Regions from separate parts of the Ovis aries genome. Here region 2 is linked to region 1. Evidence: chromatin contacts called from public Hi-C data. All regions are on one chromosome and are shown on one strand. The core of a region is the stretch at or near the end of the contact, and the rest is flanking DNA. Distances in the headings are between cores, read along the strand shown.

Evidence for each region. A called contact is a pair of places that touch in the nucleus more often than the background predicts.
Region 2: a Hi-C map of hypothalamus shows a contact between it and region 1, with 4 times the contacts expected there. The contact joins two enhancer-like sites. A contact is called at or near these places in 3 of 16 Hi-C or Micro-C datasets (hypothalamus, liver and muscle).

The regions. Positions count from the first base shown.
Region 1 is chr2:37,273,257-37,278,771 of ARS-UI_Ramb_v3.0, reverse strand. KIF24 (kinesin family member 24) reads right to left here. Exons shown (of 12, transcript XM_060410868.1): 10 at 1,807-4,047; 11 at 536-629. Among named protein-coding and RNA genes, the nearest start is that of KIF24, 65 kb to the right of the region's middle. Within about 2 kb of position 3,486, at least 8 of the 54 cell types and tissues checked have an H3K27ac peak or open chromatin away from gene starts, as enhancers often do. A contact at or near this core is called in hypothalamus, where this site is marked.
Region 2 is chr2:37,581,710-37,586,745 of ARS-UI_Ramb_v3.0, reverse strand. It overlaps UBAP2 (ubiquitin associated protein 2), which reads right to left. Exons shown (of 28, transcript XM_060409145.1): 22 at 2,680-2,758; 23 at 2,255-2,460; 24 at 1,893-1,992; 25 at 1,702-1,809; 26 at 1,479-1,546; 27 at 1,205-1,396; 28 at 199-1,106. The coding sequence ends at 1,011. Among named protein-coding and RNA genes, the nearest start is that of UBE2R2, 100 kb to the left of the region's middle. Within about 2 kb of position 2,870, at least 17 of the 54 cell types and tissues checked have an H3K27ac peak or open chromatin away from gene starts, as enhancers often do. A contact at or near this core is called in hypothalamus, where this site is marked.

The DNA.
Region 1 (5,515 bases), core at 2,237-4,736:
CTCTGGTCTGCATAAGGCAAGTCACTGTTACCATCACAGGGAGGGGCCTCCAATAAGCCACTAGGAAGGCAGAATGGCAAGGAGAGAGGCTGGAAACAGTGGCCTGGGAATGGGGAGTGTCACGCCATCTCCCACCTGTCCTTGCGCCCCTCAAGCCAGCTCAGAGGAGTGGCAAGAGAAGGCTCAAAGCCTCAACAAAGCTACAGTGTGGCAGCACACCCTTTCTGCACACACTGCAGGAAACAGGGATGACTATCAAACTAGCTGGACTTCCCTGGTGGCTCCGTGATAAAGAACAGGCCTGCCAATTCAGGAGACGTGGGTTCAATCCCTGGGTCGGGACGATCCCCTGGAGAAGGAAATGGCAACTTAACTCCAGTATTCTTACCTGGAGACTCCCATGGACAGAGGAGCCTGGTGGGCAACAGTCCATGGGGTTGCAGAAGAGTCAGACATGACTTAGTGACTAAATAATGTCAAACTAGCTGCAGGCTAAGTCCCAACAGCCCTGGAGGCTCCAGCCAAGACCACTTACAGTAGGAGCCAGCTGGCTCATCAGGGTCTCCTCCTTGAAGCCCAACTCAGCCATTTCATCCAGCTGTTCCTGGTGTGCTTGGATGACCACCTGCCTGGGAAGCAGAAGGGATGCTGTGAGCCTTGGGCCTCCCATCTCTCATGGGCAGCTTTCTGGAACTAAGCCTCATCTCTAGGCCAGGAGCTGCTGCTTCCCAAAGAGGTCGAGGCTTTGATGGGAATGAGCTCCCCACCATCTCCTGCCTCTTCACCCGTTCTTTTAAGGGCTTGTCAAGGGACTAGGGAGTAGCCATGAGGTACTGGGAAGAGACAGTGGCTTTGGGAGCCGCCCCCCAGGGCCTCCCGGGTTCACTGAAAGACAGGGCTGGATGCTGCTGCTCCGCTGGAGCTGCTCACAGCTTCCTTGCACAGAAGCTAAAGGCTATGCCACTGCAGCCCGCACGTGGCACAAGGTAGAGCCTGCCACCTAGCCTGCGGGCATTTCTCCTCTCTGTGGGGAGTTCAGGGACCACAGCAAAGGGGTCTGGGCTAGAAGCTGGAGGATCTGCCTTCTGTCAGACCCCCTTATGGGTAGAGACCACACAACAGCATGATTGTCCCCTGGCTATAGGTGGGCTCCTGCCCTGGACATCCCTGCATGCCCTTCTCTTTGCCCAAGGCCCAGGCCAAGCCCCAGTGAGCAGGCAGACAGCTGGCCCTGGGAATCGAGCCAGAGTGGAGGGCTGCGGCCTCACAGAGAAGCATCTGTTGCCACCCTGCCGTCCTGCGCCTCTAGCCCTCGAGCCCCGCTCCTTTCACATCCTCTAAGGCTGTCTTATTCTGCTGTACCATCCAGCCTCCTCTGAGGAAAGCAGCACAGTCAGCAGCCCGTTTCCTACTTTGCCATCCTGGAAGGTGCCTAGAATGCTGGGGCTCTGGGGGCACAGTCTGCTGCTTCTGTGTCCTGGGACAGCACTTCCAAGAATACATACCCACCAGAATGAAGAGGATTCTGGTCTCACTTCGGGTCTCAGGCTTGGTCACGGGATCAGATCCTCCCTTCTCTCCCTCACATCTAGCTTTCCCAGGCTGAGGGGCCACCCATCCTGGCAGGCCTGCTCCAATACATTTTACTCCTACTGCTCATGTCAGATGCATCTAGGCAGGCTCCCTTGAAAAGGTGGACAAAGCCTGTCTCTGAGCCAACCATAGTTATTCCCAGAACAGACAATAAGCTGGCATGGGAGTAGGGATGCCAAAGGGCCCAAGCCTAGGTAGGAGAGTCCAACTTACTGTGCATGTCCCAGGGCAGGCTGACGGAGTGTCCCAGCGATCTTGGGAGAGCAGCTGGCCACCAGCGGAGAGCCTGGCCTTGCTAAGGACCTTGGGATTGGCCTATGTTTGAGCCATGCAATGTCCTCATTGTAGCAAGACAGTGTGATGGGGTCTGTGGAGAAACCCAGTTCCAGCCAGCTGGGCCCAGTGAGCTGCTTTCTCTCCTGGGCCCCAGGCTGGTCAGCCACATCACTATTTCCTGCTCTGGGGGTGAGTGTAGGCCCAGCGTGAGGTCCTCCAGGATGTAAGGTGAGGAAGGGCTTTCCCAGGAAACCCTGGGAGCTGTCCAGCTCTGTCTCAGCATTGGCATAACGGTGCCCCCGGGAGAAAAGTGCGGTCCCTCTGCTCTGGCAGGCCTCCCCCGGGTCAGCCTCTCCGCTGGGCAGCTCGTCAGGTGGGCGCTGACGGATGGGTGATGGGGACAGAGCTGGAAGACTGCCCCCAGGCTTGTCGTCGGGGGGAGATGAGGAGAGCCACAGGTGCTCGGTTGCCGAAGATGTTGGCAGGACCGCCTCTGGATCACCCGATGACACTGCACGGCTCACTGCTGGCCCCTCTGTGTCCACTGCCATGAGACCATGCGCAGTTCCATCCTGGGCCGGCTGCTCCCAGGAAGGAGCCCCCCCATCATCCAGGCTCTCCAGGAGGGACATGGTGAGCGGAGCCATCAGTCCGGAAGCATACTCAGAGCACGTGCCTAATTCACCATTAGAGTCTTCTCCTTGGAAAGGGTTACTGTTTTTCCTTGGTCTGGTCTCCAGAATTGGGCTGTCTTCACTGACTTCTCTCAGGGGTGTGCTCACTGTGTCTCTCTGGTCTGGGGATCCAGGAACTGCGATGTGGGATAGTGAGCAAGTGAAACCATCTTCCTCCAGGGATGGCAAGCTGCCCTCGGCCTGCCCAGGAACCTCACTTCTGAAGGCTTCCTGTCTGAGGTCAAAAGCAGGGCCGCCACCTCCTTCCCGATCATACACAGAGTCCACCTGTGAGCAGTAAGGCTTCCCTGCCAGGTCTTCTCTGGGAGGAGGCCCTGAGGAGCCTGAGTCCTCCTCTCCGCTCCAGTCCAAGGGCACCTGACCTGGGCTGCGGCTGTGATTGAGTGTTATCCTTCTGTGGCCTGCGGGGTCCCTGGAGTACACCCAGCTTCTAGTTACACCCTCCTTGTCACCATCTGGGCTGAGAAACAGACTCTGCTGCCTTTCAGCCACCTGCTCCTCAGGACCTTGCTCCCTCTGATGAAGGAAGAACGAGCCTTCGCTGTTCTCCGGGCTCTCTCCCTGCTTTGTGGTCCTCTGACAGGAGACATGTGAAAAAGAATCTTCACTGAAGTCGCTGTCATCAGGGTCCTCGGCTTGAGGGACTTGGGCTCCATCATGACTCTCAGCACGATGAGGGTGGAAGGGAGGAGGGATGTCACTCTGGAGCTGCCCTTCTGGGGGCCGGGACCGGCATAAAAACCTTTCCAGGGGTTGGTACTGTAACTTCTGCTGGAGGAGAGGTGGCTGCTGGAACTGCTGGTGGTAAAAGCGCAAATGCTCCTCCCTCGCCGCCTGCTGCGCAGGGATGTTGGTCCAGGCTTCAGAGGCAGGCCAGCTTGGCGCGCCCTCCTTGCTGCCCTGACCGTACTCCGCTAAGCGCTGGGCACTGCCAAAGGAGAGCTCGCCTCGAGACACAAGCTGCTTCTGCACAGGCTGCACAGTCTGCACTTTCTTGCACCGGGAGGGTGGCTTACCATGGGCCAGGTCCCCTCCTGGGCCTGGCGCCCTGCTTCCCCAGCCTAGGGAGGTTTTGTTGCCAATTGGGTTTTTCTCAGAGCATAATGCAGCTGATTCTTCTGCCCTTTTTATGGCTACATGTCCAGACAGCACGGTTCCTTTGCTAGAGCTAGTCTGAATGACCCACTCTCGGGGAGGACTCCCTCGAGAGCCACCCTCTTTGCCAGGAACCTTAGGTATAGAAGCAAAAGGGATATTGGCTGGGTGACTAGCCAGAGGATGGGCCTTCCCTCTCATGGAGCCAGATGGCACTGTGAGCGGCTGCTGAAGCCCCAGCTTGACTTTTTTGGGAGAACATTTGTCCCCTGGCAGGGCCACAGGAGAGCTCTGAATTCGTTTTGGAGAAGAGTTAGAGTTTCCAGATGTTCGATTTCGACTGTTAGCTGGCGTACAACATTTAATGCCTTTCTTTAGTTCTTTGACCCTGTAAATGACCATTTTATGTTAATGTACATTCCTGGGATTCCATTCCTATAGCTTTCAGAGAAAACAAAAACCAAAGAAAAGTATTACAAGAACTGGGAATTATTTTTTCATCTGGGAGAGAATAAAGGAAAGAATAAAGAGGATATTCTATTTCAACATGAAATACGTCACTTTACTTGAACAAAGATCGGTGTCTTCTCTGAGGATATTAGCATGCATCCAATATTCCATGATCAGGAGAGTTTTTTTTTAACAAACTGAAGGTTCATAGCAACTCTGCATGAGCAAGTCTATCAGTGCCACTTTTCCAACAAGATTATTTTTAAATTAAGGTAGGTACATGTTTTTTAAAAACATAATGCTGCTGCACACATGATAAACTCCATAGTATAGTGTAAATATAAGTTTTACATGTACTGGGAAACCAATCTGAGACTTCAGTGCGATTTATCACAGTGGTCTGAACCAAAGTTGCAGTATTTCCGCAGTATACCTGTATTCTTGTCTGGGAAATTCCATGGATAGGAACTTGTGTAGTCCAGGGACCACAAAGAGTCAGACACGACTGAGCATATGCCTATAATATTACTATCGTTGTTGAAGTTAACATATATGAGTGTTCACTCTGTGCCAGGTGTGGCCCTAAGCCCTTCACACATGTCACCTCACTGAATCCATGTAACTGTTACATTAGGTAGGTGTTATCATTATCCGTGTTCACATTAAGGGAACTTAATGTGTCCAGAGAACTTGCAAACTTGCCAAGATCACTCAGCTAGCTAGTGGCAAAGGCAGGGTACTGGCCCAGATAGTTTCACTCTAGAGTCCATTCTAGTAGCCACTGTGTAAATGGTCTCTCCTACTGAACTGAGATAAAGTACACAGAGAACATCACTCAAGCCCTGACGCCCATGGGGAGCTCCTCCTTTCATTCATTAATATTAATAACACACCTACTAGGTACCAAGTACTGTCTAGGCAGGACAGAGACAGTGGAGAAAAAGATAAGGTTCCTGTTCTCATGGAACTTAAATGATAGCTTATCTTTCCTTCCCAGTGAGTTTCATAAAATGCCACAGATACGAAAGATTCTTCAACAGCAATTTTAAGAAAACCAGGAAAACCAGGTTCCCCTCAAATAGTCTGTTAACTCTGGAGACAGCTTCTGAGAGACTGAGAGGAGGTGTTGTATGGTAGGACCAGGCAGCAAAGCAGCCAGAGGAAAGGATGGTAACGAGAGCACTGTCAAACGAGTAGGAGACACCTGACCTGGGTAAGATTGGGAGGGACCCTGGCAGATGCCAAAGTCACTGGAGCCTTGGTCTGGCAGTCAGAGGCACTGGTTCTGCCACCAACGCCCAGTGAGCCCTTTTAAGGTTCCTGCTCTTTTCTGGGCCTCAGTTTCTCCTTCCATAAAACAAGGTCGATCTCTTCTGGACCTACATAGCTCTGAGTACTTCTGCTTT
Region 2 (5,036 bases), core at 1,621-4,120, 310 kb before region 1:
CCTTTGCCATCTCCCTGAATGCTGACTGGAGCAAGAGAAGGGCCCAGCAAAGCAAAGAATACCCAAATACCCACTGAAGCCCTGATGACCTATTACCAGAAGACGTGAGTTCTGCTTCAACCCTGTGAAGTCGGGGCACTGTAATAAAGACGCCTCTGCCCTGACCCGTCCTTCAGTCACACCATACAAGAGACCAAGCATGCTCTCAGAACTTTATTAGGTGGAGTTTGGGCAAAAGAGAAAACCTCCAGAATAGTCACCCTCCTGGTTCAGGACAACTGGAATAGAGGAGCCTTTGCTGAAGATGTGCTCTCACCAAAATGAAAGCATATCTGATTTTTTTTTAAAGGGGGGAGCTGACTGGCTGAATATCTGAGCGCAAATTCAGAATTAAGAATGGTCAGCCAGAGGAAGGCAAATCTGGGGACAAGACCAGACGCCCCTGCTCTCTATGGAGACAAATAGGTGCCACTTTCATGTTGGGTGGGGGGTATATCTCTGCTATTCCCAGATCAAGATTTGGAGGGAGGGGAACATGACAAATGACAAAAGGACCAGTTTCTCAAAAAGTGAGGGAGAAAGTAATTACACAGGGACAAAAACTCAAATAATGGTTTACAAGGGAGCGAGATAAATCGTGATTCTTCATTGGTGCCTGACCCTAGTACCCGAACTGCCCTAAGCCAGCCCCTCCAGACACTGCCCGTGCAGGGGGCTATGGAGAAGGCCTGAGGCAGAGGGGAGGGGGCGCTGCTTTTGCTACAGCAAGAAGGGGCTTCAGTGGGGAGAGTAGCAGCTGCTCCCCACTCCCCTAAGACTTGTATCACATTTACAAATACGTACATAAATACATTACATACAATAGCAAGTCTGGGAGGCAGGCTCCCCCAGAGAGACTCGGCTGACACAGTTACATGTCTCAGGAATTCTAGGAAAGGGCACCGGGCTCCCAGAGAAATGGGCTCCATGTGTTTTCTCCTGCCCAGGGGAAGCCCGCCCCACTTCGGGGTTCAGTTTGTCCAGTATGGAGAGTTGCCGTAGGCAGGTTTGGAGGCTTGTGACTTGGGCTGCAGTGAGCTAGGCTGGTTGCGCTGACCGGAGCCGCTCTGAGGAGGAGGAGAGAAGGTGGTCAAGGCTGCAGCGGACCACCATCACCCCCACCTGGGTGCGCAGGGCCAGGTAGCCGCTGCCTCCGACAGCTCACCTGAGCATCCTGCGGGAGGTGGTGGTGCAGCAGCTGCGAGGGAGGCTGCTGGTGTGCGGGCAGGATGTGCAGGAACGGCGGGGGCGCGTACCCGGGCGCTGCTCCAGGGGCCAGGGGCCCGGTAGAGCCCAAGGCTGAGGGCAAGCTGAATGGGGGTGGAGTCCCTGCATGAAATCCCTGCTTGTCAAATGTCTGCAGGGCAGAGAGACAACAGTGAGGGCCGGCCAGGCGGCACCTGCCCGAGCCTGGCCCTCCAGCGCCAGGCCCCGCTCACCTGAGTCTTGTTGTAGACAGACCCAGTCATATCAGGAAGGCCAGAGGTGCTCGAAGTCGCCGACACTCCTGGAAGGAAAAGCGGTGGGTGGTTCCCATGGCAGCAGGGCCCAGCTCCAGTCTCCCCCACCTCCAGAGGCCCTCTGGGGTGGCCTCGCCTGAGGAGTCAGGGTGGGAGACAACTGCTTTGGGCCTCAGTCCCGGATGGAAGGGAGTGATGCTACCTTTGCCAGGCCCAGAGCCTGTAGCCTTGTTCTGTGTCTGTGATGATCCACCATAGCCACCCTTGCTGTAGTCTCCGGCTGCAGTGCCGGGGGTCAGGTCGTCATAACCTAGCGTGGCAGGGACAAGAGGCGTGTGTGAGCTTGGTGAGCCAGTCCTGCCCGTGCCTCTCTGGGCTGGGAGCGCCCCTCACCTGTGCCGTAGCTGTGCTGGCCGTAACCACTGGCCTGCTGGAAAGGGGTGCTGGGGGTGCTGAGGCTCACACCATGCTGCTTAGCTGAAGCCGGAGGGACCTGGGTGAGGGAAAAGCAGCAGAGGCATTAGTGGAGAACAGAGTGAGGGGAGAAGGTCGCCCAGCTCAGCCTCGGGCAGCAGGTGGCACAACCACCAGGAACGTGTCATTACTAGTGCCACACCCGCTAGGTCTCCAAGTAGATGAAACAGGAACCCCAGCCTTGACCCATTCTTCAAGGCCAGGTGAGCCCAAGTGGGGACCTGTCCCCCCTCCCTGCTTCTGCTCCCTGGAGCTGGAGGAACACCCCCACCGATACTCACAAACATGGTGGGCCCATACTGGAAGGCACTGGGCACGCCTGTGTAGTAGGGGAGGCCAGTGTAGCTGTAGCCAGGCGGCAGGGCGGGACTCAGAAAGGGCTGCTGAGCTGTGTGGTGGGCCTGGGACTGGCTCTGCTGTGGCTGAGCCAGGGTGGTGGGGGGTGCAGGGGACGCAGAGTCACCTCGGCCAAACTTGGTGACATCACCTAGGGGAACAGGGGCACTGATGCAGTCCCCACCCCTCATCCCAGCAGGAGGAAAAAGTCAGACAGGCCCCTGCAAATAGGAACAGGGCTGGCTGCTGGCTCAACAACAGGAAGCTGGCAGGTCTCTGCAGCCCTTCCATTTGTTTCCAGGCTCCTGGGATGGGCCACGGGCCAGCCCTTTGAGCAGCCCCTACTCCTAACCCCCTGAAGACGACTAACCTGAATACGGGTTATTAGTGAGGCTCCCATCTCGACTGGCGAGGGCTGGGGGTGTAGCGAAAGGGATCCCATAGTAATCCTAGGAGAGACCAGAGGCTCGGTCAGCGGAATGGCCTCACCCGTTCCTAGGACTGAGGGCCCGGCAGGCAGCTGGGTGCTCCAGGGAAGGCCACGTTCCTGACTGGACCACCAGAGGGCAGCACTCGGGAAATAAAAACAAATGGTGCCCTTTAGAGTTGTGGTAGCCACGCAGCACGCAGACTCACTGACCAGTCCCTCAGCCTTCCCCGGCAGAGCCACTGGATCCCAATCACACAATATGATCCTGGGCTGAAGATGCTGTGGATTTCCTTGGAGATTTCCTGGCAATAAAGCCAGTGGATCCAGAGGAGGGTGTGGGTGCTTTTCCGGGACACTGCTGCCTATGAGGAAAGCAGGAGGGCTTTCCCTCAGCTCAGAGGCCCCAGGTGCAGAATGTCGAGGACTGGCAAAGCCCTGGGTGTTAAGGGTCAGGGCGGGCCTCCCCTCCTCCACAGGGCTTCACTGTGTTTCACCTCTGCGCACACACTTCGAGCTCTTGTGCAGTGTCCGGGCTGTTAGGATAGAGGGCTGGTCTCTCCTAGCTCAGGACTGACGTGTGCCTGCCTGTAATTGCTGCCCTGACCTGTTAAACCCTTGAGGCTCCTCCTCCCCCCCTCAGGTTTCTACTTGTCCAGGTAACTTTCCTAGCTGTCCATTAGAGTCCCTCTCACTGGAGAAGGCACTGAATTCATTTGGCCCATGACCCTCAGCAGCATCCACCTGTGACATAAAATGGCTGAGAGGAGGGGGTGCTAGGAAAGCACAGCTGGTACGGTTCAAGTGGGGACAGGCCTGCAGGAAACCCAGGAGGCGGTGCTCTTTCACAGAAGAAAACCCGAAGATGGAAACGAGCAAAAACACACCAGAGCCTAGGAAACGACCAAGGGGAAAGAGAAATCTCTACCTCGAAAGGCAGGCTTACAAGCGATTTCTTCTAAGGCACAAAAAGATGAACGGAGTATGAAGCAGGACGACTCCCGGGCCTGGAATCCCACCAAGCCACTCTGAGTGGCCTGACCCAGCGCCACACAGACTCGTCTTTCAGAACCAGCTCCCACGTTCCATCCCTGAGGCCCTGGGGCTGCGAGGTTTCCTGAGTGTCAGGAGGACCTGGGCCGCGTTTCCTGATTTCCCTGCGAAGCCCTAGGGCTTAAGGCATCCCCAGAAACCCCAAGTTCTGTTTTACACCATAGAAATCTGCCAGGACGTCCTCAATACCTTTCTGGGCCCTCTGGGGATGTGGGCAGAAAGCCCCACAGGCCCTCAGGCAGTAGCATGGGTTTGCAGTGGCTGCTGGTTTGCACACTGGGGAAGAGCAGCCCAGCTCCAAGCCTCAGGAAATACTCCAGCAGATGAAAGAGTCTCCCAAGAGAAACAAGCTTCAGCCACTGGGCCCGGTGCCCACAGCTCCCTAAGCTCTCTGCGGTCAGCCCAGAGCAGGCAACACTACTTGTGGAGGCCACCTCACCCTGCACAGAGTGTCGGGGTTGGGGGGCAGGGGGCACTCCACTCCAGTCTTCAGTCTGACAAAGGACACCTCACCTTCACTTGGGGAAAAGGAAAGCCCGTGCCCAACAGAGCTGACATCAGTGTCCAGATAGCATTACTCCCTGACAACGTGACAGATGCCCAGACCGCTGAGAATGAGCAGGAGTCTGCTCAGCAGCAGACCAAGAAGGGGGCGGCAGGACAGGAGCCTGCAGGCTGTCCAGACAGGGCGCATGCCTCCTCATGTCCCGCTCCTGCACTGCATCCTGTTCATGCGGCCACATCCCAGAGTGCCTCATCCTGGGAGCAAGGGCCGAGACAGACAGGCAACACTGACCTCAGAGTGAGGCTGCAGCAATCAGAGAGAACCCAGGGCCAGCAATCTTACAAACAGATGGCAGGCTACACCTGGAAGGGCCCTTTGCTCCAGCCACTCACTCCAAAGAATGACACTGCCATCACCGATGGCCACTGCAGAAGCTAGACACTAGATGGCACTCTGAAGGACAGGACTTTATAAAAAGCCTAGGGACAGGCAAGTAACCCCATATCCTGGTCGGTTGTTTTGTTTTTAATGGGGGGAGGCTTAAGGGGAGAGAAGGACCCACATTTGCTAGAGGCACTGCCTACTGGGGCCCAGGTCCCAAAGAACTTCAAGGTGCCCAGACTATAGCTGCTCCAGGCACCACCATCACAGCAGCTTTCCCAGCTGCGGTGCTGAGGGAGTCCTCAGGCGGGACGTGTCCCGAGGGCCAGCCAGCAGGTAGGGTACGTGAGACTCAGAGCCT